Linked DNA regions of Mus musculus: all the other regions are linked to region 4. Evidence: chromatin contacts called from public HiChIP or PLAC-seq and promoter capture Hi-C data. All regions are on one chromosome and are shown on one strand. Each heading gives the region's core, a stretch centred on a gene start, on an enhancer-like site or on the middle of the called end of the contact. The rest is flanking DNA. Distances are from core to core; before and after follow the strand shown. Region 1 holds the start of Gpsm3 (G-protein signalling modulator 3 (AGS3-like, C. elegans)). Region 2 holds the start of Wiz (widely-interspaced zinc finger motifs). Region 3 holds the start of Cyp4f17 (cytochrome P450, family 4, subfamily f, polypeptide 17). Region 4 holds the start of Adamts10 (a disintegrin-like and metallopeptidase (reprolysin type) with thrombospondin type 1 motif, 10).

The links. Promoter capture Hi-C pulls out the DNA fragments that hold promoters and counts their contacts. HiChIP or PLAC-seq counts read pairs in DNA pulled down with a chosen protein or histone mark. Capture Hi-C pulls out chosen DNA fragments and counts their contacts.
Region 1: an HNF4G HiChIP or PLAC-seq map of pancreatic cancer cells shows a contact between it and region 4. The contact joins the promoter of Gpsm3 here to the promoter of Adamts10 in region 4. A contact is called at or near these places in 2 of 39 promoter capture datasets (liver and pre-B cells) and 1 of 115 datasets of contacts at active chromatin or transcription factors (pancreatic cancer cells).
Region 2: a promoter capture Hi-C map of adipose tissue shows a contact between it and region 4, with 2.3 times the contacts expected there. The contact joins the promoter of Wiz here to the promoter of Adamts10 in region 4. A contact is called at or near these places in 8 of 39 promoter capture datasets (the 3T3-L1 cell line, 3T3-L1-derived adipocytes, cranial neural crest and 4 more), 1 of 115 datasets of contacts at active chromatin or transcription factors (embryonic midbrain) and 1 of 9 other capture datasets (adipose tissue).
Region 3: a promoter capture Hi-C map of the 3T3-L1 cell line shows a contact between it and region 4, with 3 times the contacts expected there. The contact joins the promoter of Cyp4f17 here to the promoter of Adamts10 in region 4. A contact is called at or near these places in 10 of 39 promoter capture datasets (the 3T3-L1 cell line, the HPC-7 cell line, frontonasal cranial neural crest and 5 more) and 1 of 15 datasets of contacts at CTCF or cohesin (large pre-B cells).

What each region holds. Positions count from the first base shown.
Region 1 is chr17:34,587,847-34,591,239 of GRCm38.p6, reverse strand. It overlaps Gpsm3 (G-protein signalling modulator 3 (AGS3-like, C. elegans)), which reads right to left and starts at 1,434. Exons shown (of 4, transcript NM_134116.5): 1 at 980-1,434; 2 at 677-779; 3 at 299-498; 4 at 1-70. The coding sequence starts at 1,018. Notch4 (notch 4) reads right to left here. Exons shown (of 30, transcript NM_010929.2): 30 at 2,697-3,393. The coding sequence ends at 3,255.
Region 2 is chr17:32,386,306-32,389,363 of GRCm38.p6, reverse strand. It overlaps Wiz (widely-interspaced zinc finger motifs), which reads left to right and starts at 1,547. Exons shown (of 11, transcript NM_001372227.1): 1 at 1,547-1,791. The coding sequence starts at 1,605.
Region 3 is chr17:32,504,627-32,507,741 of GRCm38.p6, reverse strand. It overlaps Cyp4f17 (cytochrome P450, family 4, subfamily f, polypeptide 17), which reads right to left and starts at 1,258. Exons shown (of 13, transcript NM_001101445.2): 1 at 1,164-1,258; 2 at 650-848. The coding sequence starts at 847.
Region 4 is chr17:33,522,792-33,525,861 of GRCm38.p6, reverse strand. Adamts10 (a disintegrin-like and metallopeptidase (reprolysin type) with thrombospondin type 1 motif, 10) reads right to left here and starts at 1,777. Exons shown (of 25, transcript NM_172619.4): 1 at 1,604-1,777.

The sequences.
Region 1 (3,393 bases), core at 185-2,684, 1.1 Mb before region 4:
GCAACTCCAGAAGCTCCTGCCCCCCGGGGGGAAGGGGCGGGTCAGACCGTTGGGCTTCAATCCGCTGGCACTAGAAACGTGGAGGGAGAAAAGGGCATTGGTAGCCCATAATGGTTTTGGGTAAGAGAGGCCAGGGTTGGTGTGGGGCAGATAGGAAATCTGTGATGGGGATGGGGAGACTAGAGGCTTACCAAAGGACATATGCTTAGGGACAAAGAAGTTAGGGCTCAGGCAGAAGGCCAGCTAGGAGACCTGGGTCTTGTCTCCATGGATGCATGTGGGGTGGGATGTGCCTTACCTGGTGACTAAGGATGGTGCTGTAGAGCTGTTCTTTGTCTTCAAGAAGCCGGGGTGGGGCTGGGGCTAGGTTTGGTGGGGCCTCGGGGGTGTGGAAGGTGGCCCTCTGTTCCTCTAGGCGGCGGGACTGGGCTTCGGCCACTAGGTCCAGAAGGAGCTCAGTCTGCAGGGAGAGCAGGGAGCCAGAACGGGGCCCTAGGGCTATGGGAGAGGAAGGAGGAGGATTCAGACCCAGAGGCTATGGCAGAATGGGAGTAGCAAGCGGTGGGGACAGGTGAGCTGGTGGACGAGCTAGGGACCAACAGGTGTGATGGTTAGTGGACCTACACTGGGGTAGCCTGGGTGATAGGGTCAAGATCTTCCAGGGTTGGTGGGGTACCTGTGTGTCGGGTTCCAGGAGGAGGAGGGGAGGGAGGAGCAGATCTCCAAGGCCGAGCGGTGGCATTCACAGGGGGCCATCCCTGATCATCCTGCGGGAGACTCTGATACCAAGACATGTTGTTCATTCCAGTCAGAGGTGTGTGTGGGTGGAGGGCTAGGCCAGTGACCCATTTCCCCTGTGTTTTTGTTCCTGTCTTGGTGTGCCCAAGCTTTCCCAAGTCTCCTGTGTCCACCCGTCACTAGGTCCCACATGTCCCTTCTCCCTGGGTTGGTTCCCCAACCCGGCACCCCAGCAGCTCACCTGTTCACCATCTTCTTCCTGGGGTCTTTCAGCCTCCATCCCTGGACTTGGGGAGAGACACTGATGGGGAAGAGTAGCTGGAATTTGGGAGGAGGACCCGGAACCTTGGGTTCCTGAGGGGAATGGGGGCTGGACGGGGTGGGGGTGAGCTGGGGGCTGGATGCCAGGGTACTGAGCAGGAAGCCGGGTTCCTGGTCAGCCCCCCCATGGGCCCCGCCCAACTCTGTCAACTTCCTCCATCCTCTTTTTCCCACCCAAACAGCTTGTTTGACCTCTCTTGCCCCAGGGGAGGACAGAGACTGGGAGAGACTCCAGCTGCAGGAGTGGAGCAAGCTCCTGACAGGGCGGATTCCTGCCGGCTCATCTCCAGAGCCTCAGTAACCCCCTAGCCGGCCACACTGCTCCACCATCCCCACCTCCCCTCCAGCTCTTCTCTGTCAACACCGGAACTAGCTACAACACAGGAAGTGGTTTCACTCTTCGGGATCCCCCTCCCCCAAACCAGGTTCATTCTCTCCTTAAGACTGATCCTGATTAGGATTTGACCCTTCTCATCTCTCTTGACTTACTGGATCAGGGAAAGACATGGTTCTGGTGGGGGCGGGGGGGGGGGAGCAGAAGACTTGTTGACCCCGGATGCATTCCTCGCAATACATCTTATGCCCTAACACTGGCCCAACACAGTAAAAGTAGCCAGAGACTGGGGCTGGAGTTATCACTGCCCCAAGCATTGCCGACGGTGGAGAGTATGAGGGAATGTCTACTGGCGGCCAAGCTAGCATAGACAAGGTTGAGGGGAAAACTTGCCTAGGGATTTGAGAGTGGAATACTGACTTTAGCTCAGCCTTCAATCAGTTCTAGTAGCTCCAGGAAGGGAGCAGAACGGATAGACATCTGGGGTCTTCAAAAGGCTGTCTGCCCTGTGAAGTTGGAGCCGAGTGACTCGGAGCATGAAATCGTATGAAGAGAGCCTCAAAGTGTGAAAGGGTAAGGTGGGCTGTAATAGGTTTCTCTGCTGATATAATGAGCCAATTCAGGCCAAATTAAAAGTATAAAAAACAAGCATATAAAAGTGTAAGAGGCAGAGAGGGAGGGGGCGGGAGGGAGGGAGGTAGAAAGAGAGAGAGAGAGAGCACAGAGAGAGGGAATAGGTAACCAAGATGTCTGGATTATATAGGGTAGAGAGCCTCTGGGGGAAGGGCAGTTCAGGCTGTCTGGAAAGTTCAGGGCAGGGGTAGGGGGCAGGGTATGATAGCCATATCCTGTAGCAGGTAGGGACTGGGGGTTGCTGGGAGAACCTGGAGGCCAAGTGAGCTAGCTCTGGTACGTTAAATAGGCACCTCAACTGCGTGTCATTTACCTCACAGCATTACTAAGGCTTACTGGTAAGGAGGCACTTTGGCACATGGTGAATGCCCTTCAAATGGTGGATAATCTTCCAGAATGCCTCCTGGTTTATCAGCATTGGGGTAAAGCCTAATGAAGTATGAGCAGTTCGAGACCCTCCTGTCTTTGAGCCCTTAGGGATCTTTGTTATAGCTAAATGGTCTTAGATGAGGGACACAGTTATCACCTTGTATATTTGAAAACTATTGGAGATTCTCACTTTCAGTGATATCCCAGATGAACTGGAATTCCCAGATTGTCGGTTTGCCTTTAATTTATATTTAACCCCTCACTATATGAATGATTCTGGAGTATTGAATTTCCCAAACACTATGCACTTTTTCCATCTCACCCTTTAGTCCCTCAGAAGATAAAGTAGCACTTCAAATTAGCTTTATTATCCATGAGTTTGGGGTTCTCGGAGATAGCAGTGACTGGAGAACATGGCCTCATCCCTGCACCAGTGTCCTTGTGGGGAGGCAGAGAGAGGGCAAGGAGTCATCAGCTGGATGGGCCACTGGTTACTTACTGTTCATCTACACAACACCCGGCACATCGTAGGTGCTTAATAAATAGTTGCCAGCTACTTGTGGGCAGTAGATAGCAGAGGCTCCTTTTGGGAAACCATACACAAGAAACATTTTACACCCAATTCGCCCACAGTTCTTGGTTCCAGAGTTTAGGGATTCTCGAAATCAACTTTGTCCTCTTGAAGCTGCCCTATTTTCCAGGAAAATCACGGTCTATCTCAACCGGACATCCTAAACCCTCTTCCCATTGCTGTGCATACTCTATGGGGGAGACAAGTGAGCTTAACGGTTATTTTGGCCTTAAAAGTCCGGAGTCTTCCAGACTCGTACGTGTCGCTTCCTTCCTTCCACGCAGCTGCCTAGTTCAGATTTCTTACAACCGAGTTTAAGGGAATCTCTTGGTGAACTGGAAGACCCCAGGCAACTTGAGGGGATCCACGTTCTGGGGACGGGGTCAGGCTGGGAGGCGGGATCGGCGCACTGCAGGCGGAGCCGCAG
Region 2 (3,058 bases), core at 298-2,797, 1.1 Mb after region 4:
GCTGCGGAGGCCGTGGCACCGGCACCAAGAGGGGCAGCAGCTGTAGTGGCAGCGACGGCCCTATGAAGTAGGGGAGTTCCCGGCCAGCGACTACGCCTCCCCCGGTGAGGCTCGACCCAGCCCGGGAAGCTCGCGGACGGGGCGGAGCTGGAGCAGGGAGGGGAGGCCTGGGCCCGGTCGGGCCGGGCGGGACCCCCTGGGGCGGGGGAGGGGCGGGGCCTGCAGGGGCGGGGCCTGCAGGGGGCGGGGCTGTACAGGTGGGGGGAGGATCGGGGGTCTCGAGGCAGGTGTCTCCCCCCCCACCTCAGCTCGTCCCGCGGGGTCTCCCGCCCCGAGGTGCACGGGCGAAGGGCGCATCCTGGGGACCCTGGCTTCCCCGCAGGGTGCGTCCGCGCAGCGCCGCCCCTACCTCTGCGACCCCTGCGGGAGGTGGGGTAGGGAACGACCATCTGGACTGGAGCCCCCTCCCCAAGCTGCCAAAGTGCTCCGAAGTTGCGGTCCTGCCCGATCCCCGCCAGCAGTGCCTACCCGAGTGGGCACCCGCAGGTGCTTTCTCCAGGCCTGGGCAGGGACCCCTCCAGCCAAGACTGTCAACCCACCCTGTGTAGGGCCCCCCGGGAGCGCCCAGGCCCTCGAGGGCAACGCCTGCTACCAGGCCTGGAGCCCCGGCCCCGCCCCGGTTGCCTGGGCCGGGCCTCACCACCATCTCCCTGGGGAGAGCGCCTCATTCCTGCCCTTCACTTTCTGCTCTACCTTGAAGGTATTTATAGGTGGAGAGGACAATCGCCCTCCTCCCCCCCAGGGTCCTTATTTCTGAAACAGGAGCCCCATCGGTCCTTTTCATCCTCGGGCCAGAACAACCAATATCGGTGGAGGATGCAAGCAATACTATTGGAAGGTGGCAGGGTGGAGGAGCCCAGGCTTGGTATGCATGAGAGATCATGCTAAGAGAAGGGAAAGGGTTAATGGTGGGGTCACTTGAGCGTGTGGAGAGGCTAAGGGGTTAATAACCCTACATTCCTGGGTAGGGAGAAGGATGTGAATGTTGGAAAAGTGTAGGGGTAATTGATACGGGGCAACAGAAGTGAGTAAAGTATAAGGGCAAAGATGGGGGCCCTCGAGACCCTGCACTGGGGAGAGAGCGGGGACCCTGGAAACTGGAGGCATGGCTGTAGGTTATGCAGTCACAGGAAAGCAGCTGGACACGGTGAAGCTGTGAGTGAGCCATGGGAGGAATAGGTGGAGGTGGAAGGAGTGATGAGGGAGGGCTGAGGTGACTGAATGTGCGTGTGTAACTGTGGTGAATGGAGGCTGTGAAGAAGCTGGGGAAAGAGAACGCTTTAGTGTACTGAGACTCGCTCCCAGTAGAGGTGATTGGATTATAATAGGAGTGAATGGAACCTCAACACCACTTAACCCCTCACTTCAACTAAGAGACAAACTGAGGCCATAGGCTTTGAAGGAGAGGACTAGGGTTCTGAGAGAGGGGAGAACAAACAGAATTCTCTTCTTACTCTCTTAAGGTCTTCCTTGTCTTTGTCTCCAGGCCCACAATGTCCTGCTGAACCTGCCAGGTACTGAGTGAAGATTCACGGCTGGCACCCATGGAGGGGTTACTGGCAGGTGGCCTGGCTGCCCCGGATCATCCTCGAGGCCCCGCTCCAAGAGAGGACATCGAGAGTGGGGCTGAGGCTGCTGAGGGGGAAGGTGATATCTTTCCATCTTCTCATTACCTGCCAATCACCAAAGAAGGCCCTCGAGACATTCTGGATGGCAGAAGTGGCATTTCTGGTAAGAGGGCTCTGTGGCCCTAAAGAAGCTTCCCACTTGGTCCCCCAGGCCCAGAGAGAGTCAGGTCACCCCACCCAGCAGGGGCTGAGTTGCAATTGGAATTCTGTTCGATGCACATAGCCTCCTTTAGTGCTCCACGTACCGCTTTTCAGTTTGCCCTTATGAAAACAGATGTCTTGGGAGCCCATGACTGGATGTAAGAAACTGGGATTCATACTTGTAGTGTCCTGGCTTTCCTCTCTAAGCTGGACACCAGCTGTATCCAAATCCCATGTCAGTACCCTGAGCTCTTTGCCCAAAGCCCACTTGTTCCTTCTTGCAGTCTTGATGGAGTGGAGCTCCTGAGCGAGTGCCCTCTAGTGGTAAGGTAAAGTCTGGGGAGATTCGAGTTGCCTCTTTCCATCTTGATTTACCCCATACAAGGCTAGCTCACACTGTCCCCACCTCACAATTTGTTGTTCGTTTATTAAACACTGAGCACCTGCTGTGCCACTTTCTGTTCTGGGTGCTGGGGAAATAATCATAAAGAGACAAAAGTCCCTGTCCTCCAGGGGTTGGCATTCCAGAAGGGAAGGTGGACAAGGAACGACTGAGCAGATGTCATAAGGGCAGGTTATGCAGGCTATGCAGATATTAAACTGAGTGCCAGGACCATGGCTGGGCGCTCCAGGAAAAGCCACCTGACACAGTGGTGTTTGAGGCACAGCACAGAATGAGTGGTGGGACGTGCCCAGCAGGTGGCGGGACAGCATGGGCAAAGGCCCTGCAGAGGGGAGGAGCCTGGTATGTTTAAGGACTTAACAGGAATCTGGTGTGGCTGGTCCCCCAAAACTTGGCCTTCTAATAAATTCCGAGCACCTCTTCTGTGGTTCCTACATGCCAAGTTCTTTGTCTTCTCAATTCACATCATACTTAGAACCTTTGTCGGAAGAGCCTCCGTTATTTAGTATCTCATGTTAGGAATGGGAAATTCAAAACCCTGAGGGGTGAAGTCAGTAGTGTGGCCTTACACCCCTCTTCCTTCTTTGTTTTATTCTGTTCTTTATAGAACTGGGGATTGCACGTAGGCCCTTGCACATACTCTGCAAAAGCTGTTCCATTGAGTTCTGCCCCAGCCCTCCTCTTTAGTTTTTTGGGTTTTTTGTTTTTTGGTTTGTTTGGTTTTTTTGTTTGTTTGTTTGGTTGGTTGGTTGGTTTTTTTTTTTTTTTTTTTTTTTTTTTTTTTTTTTTTTTTTTGAGACAGGGTTTCTGTGTAGTCCTGGCTGTC
Region 3 (3,115 bases), core at 9-2,508, 1.0 Mb after region 4:
ATATATTATATAATATATAATAAATATATAAAAATATATTATATGTTTTATATATTATATACAATATATAATAAATCTCATTTAAAAAAAGAAAGAAGAAGAAGGAAGGAAGAAAGGAAAGAAAGAAAGAGAGAGAGAGAGAGAGAGAGAGAGAAAGAATTTTAAAAATTGGAGAGGAGGGATGTCAACTTCTGCCATTCAGCATCGCTGTCCCTCAAGAGACTCTGGCCAGCAGAGATGGGCTAAGAAAGGAGCATACCCAATTTATTCCACTAGAAAGGCTCAACTCCAACAACGTTAAGTGAAATAGCACATTGAGGGGGAGAGCTCTGCTCCCTCAACCTATCCTGGGGTGGGGTGGGGTGGGGGGCACTAACAACACAGAACAGGACTGAACAAGCAACAGAAAGAGATCTTAAAACATGAGTTCTTATCAGAATGTGATCCGAAGTTAGCTGGGAACGAGAAAGGGCAAAAAAGAAAAAAGCCTCAAAACGTGGTGTAGACAGAGGCCAGGAGTAGATATGCCGGGTATGTGACTAGATAGAGACTCACTCAGCCTCCCTCCCTCACCTCTCCACCCTCTCACGACTCCCAGGTTCCTAAGAGCCTTTCCTGACACACCAGACCTACCTGCTGCCACACTCACCATGCTCATGTGACCCCAAAACCAGTGCCGCGAAGGGGGCTCGGGGAAGCAGCGGAGACGGCAGTAGTTGTCATAGAAGGCACAAATCCAGGTCAGAATTCGAGCCAGGAACAAGGAGGCCCCAACCAACTGCAGAAGTTGCCATGGGAAGGCAGCTCCAGGCCCCAGTCCCAGCCAGGACAGGCCCAGCTGTAGCATCCTGCAAGAAAGATAGGCCAGAAGTGAGATCCTGAGGCCCAGGAGACAGAGGTGGCCCTCCATGGTCACTGGACAGAGATGGTGACTTAGAGGACTAGAACACAGGAAGGAAAAGGGACACCCAGGGCTACGGAGAGACAGAGAATCAGGCAGGAGAGAGGCAGATAGGATCTGTTTATAGTCTGCGTTGGCCTAGACTGAAGCACAGGTATGTAGCGTAGTAACTGGGAAATCAGGCCTGCCTGCAGAGCCACCCCAGCTGTAACAGAGCTTCCACTGTTCAGTAGGGGCCTTCCGTGTGTCCCAAGTCCGGCACCTTTTCTCAGGAGTAATGCGTCCCAGAAACGTCCGCTCTTCCCTGGAAATGTTTTTGATCCTGGCTACCGGCTGAGCAGGACGATGAGCTGGACTGAGCCAATCCCTCGGTGGCCCAGAGCCCTCCTCCCAGCCTGGGTAGAATATCAAAATGCGGGGGGCGGGGGCGGGGGCGGGGCGGGGGCGGGGCCAACCCGAAGCAATTGGAGCCAATCCAGGGTCACATGTCCAGGCAAGCAGGGTCCTCAGGATTCAACACCTTCCATCTGAACCAAGACAAAGGTGTCTAGAGACCCAAAGTTTACAATCTGTCCCGTTCTCACTAGGCTCCGCAGGTCCTCTGAGGACCTGCAGGCTAGAGGGCAGCAGGCAGTGTTTTCCAGTTCGGACTGAAAGGATCCGAGCCTCTGCCTACCAGCTGCACAACCTGGCAGAATTCTCCCTCCAAGTAATCCAGGTTCCGAGTGGAGACAAGACTTCCAGAAACAAAGAATCCGGCCGTGCTGGAACGGACTAAAAGAGATTCTGAAGATTAAAACTCCCAGCTGAGGGACCAGAGTTCAGTTAGGAAGTAGGTGGGAGGGGTCAAGCTGAGCCGCCAGTCGTGGGGAAATCCAGGCAGGCGAGAAGAGAGAGGGGGTTGTGGGCTCCGGGTCAGCAGCACCACGTTGAGAGCTCCAAGAGAAAAACACCATTCACAATACAAAGGCAGGCCCATCTGAATAACACTATTATTCATTCAACTGAAAGGGTAAAAGCCCAAGGATGCGCAAGTGACGGACTTCAAGCCGTAAAAGATATCTATAACTGCCAACCCAGACTGCTGCATCCAGAAAAGCTGTCTGTCATAAAGAAGGACATTTTTTTTAACTATCAGCGGTAAAAATAGAACAAAGGCATTTATGAGCACTGAGCCAGCTCTACAGAAGATGCTTGATAGAATCCTTCAGGCTGAAGAGGGGGAAATCAGGCCACAAAGTCCAGGAAATAAATAAATAAATAAATAAAACACACTAGAATATTATTAAAGCAAGAGAGGAAGAAGGAGGAAAACAAAATCAACAAAATTGCAGGAATCAACAAACACCTTTCAATAACTCGGGTGTTCTCAGTCTCAACTGCACCCCAGATAAAGGCACAAGCATGGATCTGCTGCTTCTAAGAAATATCTCACTACAAGAGGCAGATAAGATTCTAGCTCAGGGTGAAAGGACGCTAAGCTATCTCAGGGGACAGGAAGATGGCTCAGTGTGAATGCACCTGCAGCCAAGACTAACAGCTTCACTCTGCTCCATAGAACTGACCAGCATGATGAAAGGAGAGAATTGACTCCTGCAAACTGTCCTCTGGCCTCCACACCCATGGCATGACAGGCACGTGTGCCCACACACACACACACACACACACACACACACACACACACAAATAAATAAAATGTTAGTTCACAGACTTTTAAGGGTATGCCAAGGAAATGGACCTAGAACACAAGCAAGCAAGTGTGTTGCTGTTCTATCATCTGACAAAAGAATCTTCAAATGAAAACTAGTGAGAAAGAATAGAGAAGTCACTCATAACCCGGTGAGATGCTTCCGTGGGTAAAAAGCTCTTACCACCATAGTCAACACAAGCCAGACAACCTCAGTTCAATCTAGATTAAGAGGCAGTGTCCTCATGGGGTGCCTGTTGATATCTGTGGGAAGAAGGGGCAGGCCATAAGGTATTACAGTCTGAACAGCAGCTGGATTCTAACATTACATTCTTTGTGTGTGTGTGTGTGTGTGTGTGTGTGTGTGTTGAGACTATGGTTTTAGGTTTTGGGGGGGTTGTTGTTGTTGTTTGGTTTTGGTTTTGGTTTTGGTTTGTCCAAAACCAAACAACTGTCCTAGAACTAGCTCTGTAGATCAGTCCTGGCCTCAAACCCACAAAGATCTGAACTGCCACCATGGCCACACC
Region 4 (3,070 bases), core at 528-3,027:
CTCCCAATAACTAACTGCACAGGCTACCTAGTGGTTCTGGCTCAGATGGGGTAAAACTGGAGGCAGGGTAAAAGGATTCTACTGGGTGAGTGACTGATGGGGTGGCCACACCTGCCCACAGGGTAACAGCTACTGGTAGGAATGATACCAAGATGGGGCTACAGGAGAGACCACAAACAAGTCAGTAGGTCTGGGGCAGACAAAGCCAATCTGAGGATGAGTTACAATTGAGAGGAGTCGCATGTTTGGCTGGGCACAAGATGACACTATGGGTGTGTATATGTATCTGTCTGTCTCTGTCTCTCCTGTGTGTGTGTGTGTGTGTGTGTGTGTGTGTGTGTGTGTGTGTGTGTGTGTGTGTACCTAGGCTTGGCCCCTGTCCCCCAGGCCCCTCCTCTGGCAGGCTGCAGGGAGGCCACTAGCCTGGGGGAAGGGCACAAGTGCTGGAAGAGGGAAAAGCCTCCCGGGAATGTGTGTGGCTCCATCACATCCTGGGGATCCTATAGGGACCAGCACTCCACACCTAGACTTTTGTAGGCTGTGCGGGAAACCCAGCTAAAGAGGTGGAGGCTTCTCAGTGGAGGACAGAGCTTCTTTGGCCAGGCATAGGCAGCCATCAGCCTGAGGCAGCAGGCTTCCTCCAGGCGCTGCACATCTGGCCTGGCTGCTGTGAGCACACAGACAAAAGGACCAGCCAGAGGGGAGGCCTAAGGGGAGGGGCTGCACAGGTCACCACTCCCATTACCACCAACCAGCTGTTAATTAAAGTGTGTCTCCCCCTGGTAGGGAGGCTCCTTGCTTCAGAGTTCTGTGGCATAGATGACCATCTGAGGGGAAGTAGCAGCCCCAGCTCCACTCTCACAGGCAGACACACAAACAAACACAATCACACTCTATAGGGCAACCCACACTTGAATAGCAGGAAGGCCTGGTTCACTAAACCCAAACACACACAACTACATACCTCCACACCTATGTATACAGAAACACATATTTCCACATGGACACCCAGACAGCCCATAAACCCAGACAAACAGGCCTATGTGCACAGTTACACAGTCCAAGACAAGCCACAAGCCTAGCAGCCTATACACGCTCATTTAACACAGAAAGTTAACACACACACATGCACAAGTTTACACATTCATAGCAGGGGGAACTAAGAAATTCTACAAACTCAGACACATATGCATGCAGGCATTTCCACTAATAACACTCCTGAGAAACGCAAATATTCAGAGACAGACACACTTGGCATTTACATGCACGAGAGGCATTTTTCTTACCCTCACTTAGGCAAACACTCAACACACCTCAACAGTCTGCCCACACAGTCGCTCCCAGATGCTGAAAGCCATAAGGTCATACAATCCGCAGAAGCACAACCATTTGGATACGTGGCTGACCTCGACCCCCGCCCCAAACCTGAGCCAACCCAAACAGGCAGTCTGTATCTGCAACACTTAGGGACATTCGGCACCAACACAGCACTCGCACAACGGGATCCGTCCAGCACATCTTGTCCCCGAGACACACAAAGTCACTTATAATCACTGCATTCCGGTGACTGCGCCGCCCAACTGGGTCCCCAGATCGCCAGTACCTGCGTGCCTGGAGCCTTCGGTCCGCTGTAGACGCACAGACTCACCGCCCGGCGCACAGGAAGGGAGGGAGCAAGCGCCCGGTGGCGTGGCCGGGGGAGGGGGCGCGGGAAGGCACTCACTTCCTGAGCAGCCTGCCAGGGTTATTAAAAAAAAAGAAAAACCAAAAAAAAAAACCCAAACCCCGCCCGCCGCTGCTGCTGCTTCCGCCGCCGCCGCCGCCCAGGGCCTCAGGCTGGACCCAAGCCAAGGACCCCGGAGCCCGGATTACCCCGCCTCGCGAAGGGCGCCCGTGTGGGTGGAGATGCTGAGGAGGAATTTGGGATGGGAGTTGGAGAAGGTTGGGGGGGGGGGTACGGGAGAGGGGAGGCTGGGGGCGGAGATAGAAGAAGGCAGGGGGTGTGAAGGGACAGAGGTGGAGAGTGGGGGAGGAGTGGACGCACACAGTAGGGGGATGGGGGGGAGGACGGAAAGGAGGGGTTAGGCGGGAAATTGTGAGGGAGGAAAGTTTGAATAGAAAGAGGTGGAGGAGATGGGGGTCCTGGAGAAAGGGGCAAAATTGAGTTGGGGGCTAGCGAGGGGGTTGAGACAAGGGGAGAGCCCAGTGCCTTGCCTCCGTTAGCCGAGTCAACAACAGCTGTTATTTATTGAGGGCTGGTCCTTGCTCAAGCAAACATTTATTGGGCGCCTCTCCGTGTGCCAGGCATGGTGCCCGAGGCTGAGTGAATAAATCTGAGTTGGGTCCCAGCCTTCACAAAGCTCCGGTCCGGGGGCTTTGATCTGCTTTGGCTCTGCTTTTGAGTTCACTTGCTTTAACTCTCTAGCAGTGAAGAGGACCTAGTCAGTTCCATTTTACAGATGTGAAAACTAAGTCCAGCCAGGGGGGCGTCATGATCATCTTTGGGACACAGTGTTTAAATCTACGAGGAGTTTGTACATGCAGGAGATGACCAGTGCAGTGGAGCAAAGCTGGGATTCCAACCAGCTTCAATCCAGGCCTGATTGTGGGAGTGTTCTACACCATTACCCCTGGTCTCAGAATTCCAAGATTGGCCCCCACAGTGGGCTTTGGCCTTGGCCTTGACCGACTCTGATTCTAGGTTTTCTTATCCTTAGAAATGGGGTAATGACAGCCTTTGTAGGGAGCAGGGGAGGAAGAGGGGTGGTTGTGGGAGGGAGCAGGAGAGTTTCAACCACAAACATTCCCTCTGTTCTGAGTTCAGCTAGGGATACAGGTAGTTCTCTGTCTCTACGTTGAACTTAGTCTTGAACTTGGAAATGGCATGTTAAGGGCTCATGCACTGTACGAAAAATTCCTATGGTGCCCGAACCCTCCTGCCCGGACCCAACTTCTCTGGACACCCTGCCAGACCAGAGGGGCTGTTAACTTTTACATACTGCAATCCCTAGAACCCATACCCACCCCTGGCCTCCACTAACCGAACTGCCCCTTGGGCCCCTTGGCCTGA